Linked DNA regions of Triticum aestivum: region 2 is linked to region 1. The links are chromatin contacts, called in public Hi-C maps. All regions are on one chromosome and are shown on one strand. The core of a region is the stretch at or near the end of the contact, and the rest is flanking DNA. Distances in the headings are between cores, read along the strand shown. Region 1 has its middle 78 kb from the start of LOC123141395. Region 2 holds the start of LOC123144345 (3-ketoacyl-CoA synthase 11).

Region 1 (4,630 bases), core at 882-3,381:
GCCGCTGATAACCAGTCATTTGAGGATAACTATACCCTCTGTATGGATTGTGTACTGGTGGAAGAACATGCCAAACTCCCTACCCATGTTGAGGAGGTGGAGGAGCAGGGCCAGCCTCCCAAGCATTTGTTGCATTCTGCATGTGCCAAACCTGTGTATCATGTATGCTCGGTTTAGTTGAATGCATGCGCTGGAAATGGAAAAACTACCCCAAAAGTTAGCGTGGGCAGTTCTAATATCACACTAAAGAGGCCACCACCATACTTGAAGTAGTAGCATTGAAGGACTTGTGGATTTGGCATGCTTTCTTGGGTACATCTATTTCTCACAATGCCATTAATTTTCTCCAATGATCTCCTTTGTTCAAGAGAGTTTGTGATGGGGAGGCTCCGACGTGTAACTACACTGTCAATGGGCACAATTACAACATAGGGTGCTACCTTGCTGATGTATCTATTCTCAACGGGCGACATTTGTGACGACTATATCCAATCCTCGTGGTAGGAAATAATGTCACAAATGCAAGAAGATGCTAGACTGATGTGAAGAGAGCATTCAGAGTGCTCCAAGCTTGTTGGGGTATTGTTCGCGAACCTACAATGATGTGGGAACCGGAGACACTTTGGCGGCTCATGACATATTGTGTAATCATACACAACATGATTGCGGACAATGAGGGTGAAGGGGCAGTTTGCACGCATGATTTTGAGAAGCCTGAAATTCAGGTGCGCCTCCAGGAAAAGAGGCGGAGCATGTTGCAACCTTTCTTGATGCATCGACAATTTCACGATCAATAGGTGCATATGCAACTTCTCAATAATCTTGTGCATCATATGCGAATTCATGCTGAAAATCCATGAACTATGCATTTTATGTTTCAAGTATGCACAGTGAACAAATTTTATGTTGGGACTATGTATTTTTATGTACAAGTAATTTTTATTTGTGTGTGTGTCATTCATTATGTTGTGTGTAATGATCTCGTACATGTGTTTACATGATTTAAGGTTTCAAAAGTGAGGATTGTGGTTACAAATAGAGACAATTGAGAGACGGACCGGTGCTATCCGCGGGCGTGTCTGCGGTCAGATTTGCGTGGACGTGTTGTAGATGCTCTTAGGTCATCTCCAATGCTTGACCGAGGTAGTGGCAAGCACTAATAACGGCTCGCTACAGATTAAAAAGAAAGTCCCGGCCATCTCGTATAAAAAAAGGAGCTACCTTTATTTAGAAGTCACTTGTTTTTTGTATCGAGCGACATAAAAATACTGAAACAAGAATCAGATTGCAAGGAATCAAACTCGTGCCCCCGCACTCCTAACAGATGCTACCTGCCACTTGACCTCACGATGGTGCGAAATATATAAGAATACATAGCAGCACTTATATCTAAAAGCATTTTTGAAAAAAATGTCAAAATATATCTTGACAAGTTTTTTTGAAATGATGATTATTTTTTGGAAAACATAAATGATTTATGAATTCTAATCATTTTTTGAAAATATGAACTATTTCAGAATTCCGAACATCTTTTGATAAAACAAGAACAAAATTTGAAATCGTGAACAATGGGAACAATTTAATAAAATCTGCAATTTTTTTGAAAACATGAAACATTTTCCGAAAACACGAACATTTTTCAATGATTGTGAAACATTTTCCGAAAACATGAAACATTTTCCGAAAACACGAACATTTTTCAATGATTGGGAAAATGTTTCTGCTTTAAAAATTGTTCGGGGATCATGTTTGATGCTTTCAAAAAATGTTCATCAATTCTAAAAAACAGAAATTTGAAAAGATTCAATGATTGTGAAAGAAAATTAATAGATTTGAAAAAGGTTCATGGATTTTGTTAAGAGTTCACGAATTTAAGAAAAGAAAAAAGAAAAAAAAGAAAGAACAAAAAGAAGAAAAGAGGGAGTATGTAATTACAATACGTGTGGTGTCCCAAGTGGTTACTGCAGTTTATCAAAAACAAGGAGATCGCAAGTTTGAATCACGTCGCACACGCGTATTTTGCAGTTTAACAAAAACAAATTAAATGGGTTGGCCCATTGTAGAGGGGTGGGGTGCTCCCAATTGCACAAACAGTAGTAACGTGCGCAAAAGGCGCGATACAGAAAATGGTGGATTTTCCCTCCTATTTGGCGACTTCAGCGTCAGTGCACTGCCCACAGCGCCCCTTAATGGGCAACAGCGCATCGTGCTGCCTCTCTTATTTTTTTTCGTTTGATCGTTCAAACATTTACCCGACAGTTCCTATTCTGTGCGTAGGTCACTGTCTACTGAGATAGCGCATACCCCTTGCAGGCCTGCGGCCCGTCCCAGTCTGGTCTTTCCCCCACATGGTTTTAGGAAACTTCTAGGGCCACCTCTGAACTGGGTTTTCCTTTTGTTTCTTTCTTTTTTCTTTTGACTTTTCACTCTTTTATATTTCTCATTTCCCCTTCTTTTCTTATTTCTTTATTTTTCATTTTCCTTTTTTCTTTGTTCCTCGAGTTGGTTTTTTATTTCCTTTTTCCTTTTTTGTTTTCATTATCTTTATTTTTTCCCCTTTTTCTTTTTCATTTTTGCAAACTTATTTTTCAAATACGAAATTTTTTGAGGGAGTGAACATTGTTTTAATTTTGAACATTTTTATGAACACAGGAATAATTTAATAATAAACATTGAACAATTTGTGGATATTTATTTATTATATTTTCCGAACATTGTTTTTAAAATTCTGAACTTTTATCTGAAACTTGTGAACATTTTTTTTGAATAGGTGAATTTTTTTTAATTGATGAACCTTTTTCTGAATCGCCATTCATTTTGATTCAATTAACATTTTCTTGAATCAGCAAACTTTGTTTGAATTGGTGAACTTTTTGAATCAACGAACAATTTTTGAATTGATGAATGTTTGTTTGATCAGTGAATTTTTTAATCAATTACCATTTTGTGAATCAGCAAACATTTTATGAATTGATGAACATTTATTGAAATTCATGAACATTTTTGTTTGACGTACGTTGTTTTTGAAATGCTTGAACATTTTGAATCAGTGAACATTTTTTGAATCAATAAACTATTTTTATAATTCAAGATCATTTTTTATTTTTGCAAAAGATTGTTAAAAATTTATGAACATTTTTTGAATTCAGAAAATATTTTTTCAAATTCACAAACTTTTTTTTAAATCCTGAACATTTGTTTTCTAATACCCGAAAATTTAATGATTTATAAATTATTTTTTGGAAAATCCTGAATTATATAAATAATAAAAACTAAAAATAGGAAAAAAGGAAAATAGCAAAAACTAAATAAGAAAAAGTTGGCATCCAGCCCCGTTAATGGGCCGGTGGTATAGGGCGCGCGGGAGGAGAGAGGGTGCGCGCTGGATTGTTCGCCAGCGCGTCACGATACGAGCGAGCCGTTGACAGCACTCAAGAAAAAAAACGATAGGAGCCATTGACGTTTCTCAAGAAAAAAATGCCATTGAGTAGTTGCCCTTTAACCTACCCCTCCAAAAATTGCCCTTTGACCCATTTGACTAATTTTACAGGTGACCAAATTGACCGTTGGCTTTGTTCATCGAAACGGAAAAAATTGTGCATTTGGAATAAATTCATGAATTCGAAAAAATCATGAATTTGGAAAAGTTCGTGATTTTTAATTTGAAAATGTTTGAAACTTTGAAAACTCTCCTGATTCTGAATTTGTATAATGTTCGTGAATTCGGGAAAAAATATTATGCATCTGAAAAAAGGTTCACTAATCCAAAAAACTCGTGAATTTTTAAAAAATCACTGACTTGGAAAATATGTTCACAAATTTCAGAAAGTTCGTGAACTTGGAAAGAATTTCACGATTGAAAATTAAAATAAAATAGACGAAGAAAAACCGGCCAAACAAACACACAACACAGTAGCAAACAACCAGTTGAAATAGTTTTTTAATTTTGTTTTTTCGCTGAGAGCTACTCAGATGTTCAAACACCACCAAATTTGGCACAAACATCATGCACTTGAATATCTTCCAATGCCAAAGAAAATAGTTTTTTTATTTTTCTAGTATTTTTTTTATTTTACTGTTCACGCAAGGGAGCAGATGAGCTCGGGAGCCGAGCCGCCATGTCCCTTCCTGCACTGCTATTGTAGATTAGAGCTGGTTGGCTTGATACCGAATATGAGCTGCAAGTCCTGTATAGAGGGACAAATCAATCATAAGAAGCATATGTGGTACGATCAAATTTTTGTTCTCTCTCAGTAGTTGTATGAAAGAGCTATGATACATTAGAAGAGGGCAAAATAGAGTTAATAGACCCATGAAAGTCTATTTATTAAATTACATTTTTTCAATTAATACATATGATTCCAAATGATTACCAAGATTCACTCCATTGCTTATATGATCTATAGTTATAAGTTCACTTGCAAGTTTTATCACTCTACCATTGTTCTGTGGAGAGATATTTTGTTTCAACGAACTTGATCATGTGGACATTGTCAAGTACATGTACCAAAAACTTTATCAGCTAATGGGAACCTGAACTATAAGAACTCAAGCTATGTTTCCTCTGGTGACTAGAAAAAATCAAGCTCTATTTCCTCGAGCGATATATTGGTTGTATTTTATGACTCTA
Region 2 (4,630 bases), core at 1,144-3,643, 320 kb after region 1:
AATACCAAAAAATGTATCCATGGCGAAGGAAATACTATTCGAACAAAAATCCATCCAAACAGTGTTTTTCTATACATATGAATTTTTTGTCTTTTTTGCCACGAATACGTTTTCTGGTATTTTTTCATGAAATTTCACACGGAGGTAGGTTGGAAACCCAGGTTTGATATCCCAAAATTTCAGATTTTTTTTTAAATTTCTCGGTATTTTTTTGAACGAAATGTTCATATGAGGGTGCGGAGCACCTAAGAGCATCTCCAGCCGCTGGCCTCCCAGGCGGCTCGAAAAACTGGCGCTAAAATTGGCCTGGGGGCCATCGGGTTCCCAGCCGACGCCCCCAGGGTCGGCCCCAGGCGCCTATTTTAAACTTTTTTGAACATTTATTTGACTAAAATTCAGCGAACGGGACAAATATTCTGTGAAACAATATATTACTTCGGCGAACTAAAATAGTTTTTATTACATAGGTAAAATCCTTAGAAAGAAACAAAGAGGCCACGACTACAGGCCGAATAACGCGCTGAGAGAGGCGAAGTCGCCGCCGTCGCTGTTGTCCTCGTCGTCCTTCTCCTCCTTCACGCTGCCGTCCCCGCTGGACCCCTGTCCGCGGTCGCCCTGGCGGACCGGTGGCGGCGCGTCGTCGTCGCTGTCGTCGTCGAGGATGACGACGCCTCCCTCATCGCGGCCACGGCGCCGAGTGGCTAACTGATCAAAGGTGCGGCGCTGGCGCTCCAGCTCCGTCCACGCCCAGTCTTCGCGCGTCCACTTCAAGGCCGCCGCGTCGTCGAGCCCTGGCTCCTCCTTCACGCCGGCGAGCCCTGGCTTCGTCTTCACGGCGGCGAGCCCCGGCTCCGTCTTCGGCTTGACGAAGCGGGCAGGAGCCGAGGAGGAGGCGCGCCCGCCCTCGTTGATGACGATGTCGGCGTTGCGGGTGCGCCGGCCGAGCGGCGTCTCCGCGGTCTCCGCGGGCTCGGCCTTGACGTCGAACAACGCCGACGACCCGAAGGACTGGGAGAAGGAGCGGGAGGAGGAAGAAGAGGAGCCGACCCTCCTTGGCATCCATTGGCCGCCGCTCCGGCGGGGGACCGGGGCGGCAGGGTACGTGAATGGCGGGTCGTTGCCGCCCTCGAGGTGCTGGAGGACGGCATGGAGAGTGCGCCCGGGGGCGCCCCACCACTGGCGGCGGCCCTCGCTGTTCTTGGTTCCCCGCACCACCGGCGCCCCATTGGTGGAGGCCAGCCGTTCCGCTTCCCGGCGCTGGAAGTACGACGCCCATGCCTCGTGGTTGCCGGCGGCGTACTGCGGGAGGGCCTGCTGCTCCTCCGTCAGCGATGCCAGCACGCGGTCGACCTCGTCGGCGAAGTAGTCGGCGCGCACGGTGACGTCGGGCAGCAGGGGAATGGGAACGCCACCGGCGCTGAGCTTCCACTGCCCCGACGCGCGCATGTCGGGAGGCGCCGAGACGTTGGCCTCGAACATCAGGTAGGCTTCCCACTCGTGCAACGAGCGGCGACTGAAGCCATTGGCCGCCGCCCCATCGCCGGGGAACCTCTCGCCCATCGTCGCGGCTGGGCACTAGGAGAGAGGGGAGGAACGTCGGCGGCGGCGGCGCACAGGCAAGGGGAGGCGGCTGCTTATGTAGCACGCCGGGTTCGGCCGGGGTCCGTCGGCGCCAGTTTCGGCCCAAACCGGTGAAAAACAGGCTCCTGAGGGTGCAACTAGGCCAATTTTTGAGCGCCGGCTAAAAAATCGCCTGGCGGATCATGTTGGGGACGCGGCTGGAGATGCTCTGAGAGCTTTAAATCCTCGTCCGGCAAGGGAGACGTGTTTTTTCAAAAGAAGAATATGTTGGTCTGTGATATTGTTCGCAAAATACGCTGGAATGCAGAGGTTGCAGCATGTGGCGAGCTGTCCCTGAAATCTGCAGAAGAAAAAGAGAACATGGGAACCACTGTGTTTTGTTTTTAAAAAATACAGTCAGCTCAGTAATATTCGCGGATGTCGTTACATCGCGTTCCAACGCGGGCCGGCAGTTCCGCCGGAAAACTCCAATCGCTCGCTCGCCCGCTCCCACCACGTTCTCTCCGCCAAACCCATACCCCAGCTCCTCCAAAGCAGCGAATCACGCACAGCTGTCACTGACACCCCACGCACAGCCCAGCGAACCAGCGCATGCGAGGCCCCACGTGGCCGCGGAACAGATCGCCCTTACGGGTACATTAAACTGTACCCAACTAAACAGCCCAGTCAGACGCGGGCCGCCCGGTCGTCGCCCCACGATCCATTCCAGCCGTCCGTCGCGAGCCGCCGGCTGCATCCAAGCTGGCCGTCCCCGTCGCCGACTGGTGGGCCACCACGATTATTCCCCCTCGTGCCATCTATTAAATGCCGGCTTCCGTTTCCCTTCCCCTCCCCCCCTCCCGTGTTGCTCGCGACGGCAAGTTCAGGAGAGAGACGAGTGCGGCGCCAGAAGAAGGCGGAGGAGGAGGACCCGGCGCCGTCTCCGAGGCGGAGCCCGGCGGCGCTGATCGTCGCTCCGGCCATTTGAGCGGTATGCTTCGGAATCCGTCTGTGTCATTTCCGTTCTGAATTACATACTGTATTTTTATTGTATTATTATTATCGGCCGTGGACTGCCTCGTGGGTGGCCGAGGGAGGGAGGGGAGGTAGGCGGCCATGAACTCGAAACGCATCTCGATTCGCACCTTCGTGCCGGGGCAATACAAGATTCGTTTTGCCGTCTAGAATTTACTAGGGGTTAAAACTTTCAGCTGCCAGATCTCGCATTTTGAATTTCTTCCGCCGTTTATCTGACCCACGGAAATCTGCGTTTCCTCGATCCGCAGGGGCACCATGTCGATGGAGGACAGCACGCCGCCGGCCGGTGCCGGTGCCAGCGCCGGCGAAGGCGCGAGCTCGCCGTCGCCGTCGCGTCGGCTGCCGGACTTCCTGCAGTCGGTGCGGCTCAAGTACGTCAAGCTGGGGTACCACTACCTCATCACCCACGGCATGTACCTCCTGCTCACCCCGCTCATCGTGCTCATCGCCGTCCACCTCTCGACGCTCTCTCCGGGCGACGTCGCCGACCTGTGGACGCACCTCCGCTTCAACCTCCTCTCCGTCATCGCCTGCTCCACGCTCCTCGTCTTCCTCTCCACCGTCTACTTCCTCACCCGCCCGCGCTCCGTCTACCTCGTCGACTTCGGCTGCTACAAGCCCGGCCCGGAGCGCCGGTGCTCGCGTGAAACCTTCATGCGCTGCTCCAAGCTCACCGGCAACTTCACCGAAGCCAACCTCGATTTCCAGCGCAAGATCCTCGAGCGCTCGGGTTTGGGCGAGGACACTTACATCCCTCCCGCCTTGGTCACCGTGCCGCCCAACCCCTCCATGGAATTGGCGCGCCAAGAGGCGCAGGTCTGCATGTTCGGTGCCATCGACAACATGCTCGCCAAGACCGGGGTGAAGCCCAAGGACATTGGGATTCTTGTTGTGAATTGCAGCCTGTTCAACCCAACACCGTCACTGTCCGCCATGGTGGTGAACCATTACAAGCTGAGAGGGAACATAGTCAGCTACAATCTGGGAGGAATGGGGTGCAGTGCCGGGCTCCTGTCCATAGATCTGGCCAAGGATTTGCTCCAGGTGCACCCCAACTCGTATGCAATGGTGGTCAGCACGGAGAACATTACCCTGAATTGGTATTTTGGGAACAACCGGTCGATGCTTGTGTCAAATTGCCTGTTCCGGATGGGCTGCGCTGCGATCCTTCTGTCGAACAAGCGGTCAGACAGGAGGAGGTCCAAGTACGAGCTGGTACACACTGTGAGGACTCACAAGGGTGCAGATGACAAGTGCTTCAGCTGTGTCACCCAGGAGGAGGATGATAGCGGCAAGGTTGGCGTGGCACTATCCAAGGACCTCATGGCGGTGGCTGGGGATGCGCTCAAGACGAACATCACAACGCTTGGCCCGCTTGTGTTACCATTCTCGGAGCAGCTGCTGTTCATGGTCACATTGGTTGGCAAGAAGCTGTTCAAGATGAAGATCAAGCCATACATTCCTGACTTCAAGCTGGCATTCGAGCACTTCTGCATCCACGCTGGTGGGCGCGCTGTGCTTGATGAGATAGAGAAGAACATGGACCTCACCGACTGGCACATGGAGCCGTCCCGGATGACTCTCTTCCGGTTCGGCAACACGTCCAGCAGCTCGCTCTGGTACGAGCTGGCCTACAGCGAGGCCAAGGGGAGGATCAGGAGGCGCGACAGGATCTGGCAGATAGCGTTCGGTTCGGGGTTCAAGTGCAACAGCGCTGTCTGGAAGGCGCTCAGGTCAGTGAACCCTGCGAAGGAGCAGAACAACCCCTGGATGGACGAGATCGACACATTTCCGGTGGTGGTTCCCAAGGTTTCCAAGGTTGTTGAATAGCTTTGCCTGTTCAGTAATATACCACCCGGAACAGCAAGTGAGCAAATCTTGCCATTGAATTCGACTGTATGCAATTTGTTTGGGTGATCTGTCGGGGTATTAATTTTAGATGATTCCATTTAGGTGGTACAGAGGGGTGTGGTGTCGTGCTGTTCACTTTTTATCCATTGATCAGTTCTTAACATCTTTGTGTTCCATGTGG

The links. A called contact is a pair of places that touch in the nucleus more often than the background predicts.
Region 2: a contact with region 1 is called in a Hi-C map of leaf, with 6 times the contacts expected there. The contact joins the promoter of LOC123144345 here to the enhancer-like site in region 1. A contact is called at or near these places in 2 of 5 Hi-C or Micro-C datasets (both in leaf).

The regions. Positions count from the first base shown.
Region 1 is chr6D:169,807,855-169,812,484 of IWGSC CS RefSeq v2.1, forward strand. No RefSeq gene overlaps it. Among protein-coding and RNA genes, the nearest start is that of LOC123141395, 78 kb to the left of the region's middle. Within about 2 kb of position 2,132, at least 2 of the 8 cell types and tissues checked have an H3K27ac peak or open chromatin away from gene starts, as enhancers often do. A contact at or near this core is called in leaf, where this site is marked.
Region 2 is chr6D:170,130,229-170,134,858 of IWGSC CS RefSeq v2.1, forward strand. LOC123144345 (3-ketoacyl-CoA synthase 11) reads left to right here and starts at 2,394. Exons shown (of 2, transcript XM_044563446.1): 1 at 2,394-2,551; 2 at 2,847-4,610. The coding sequence starts at 2,854. The coding sequence ends at 4,428.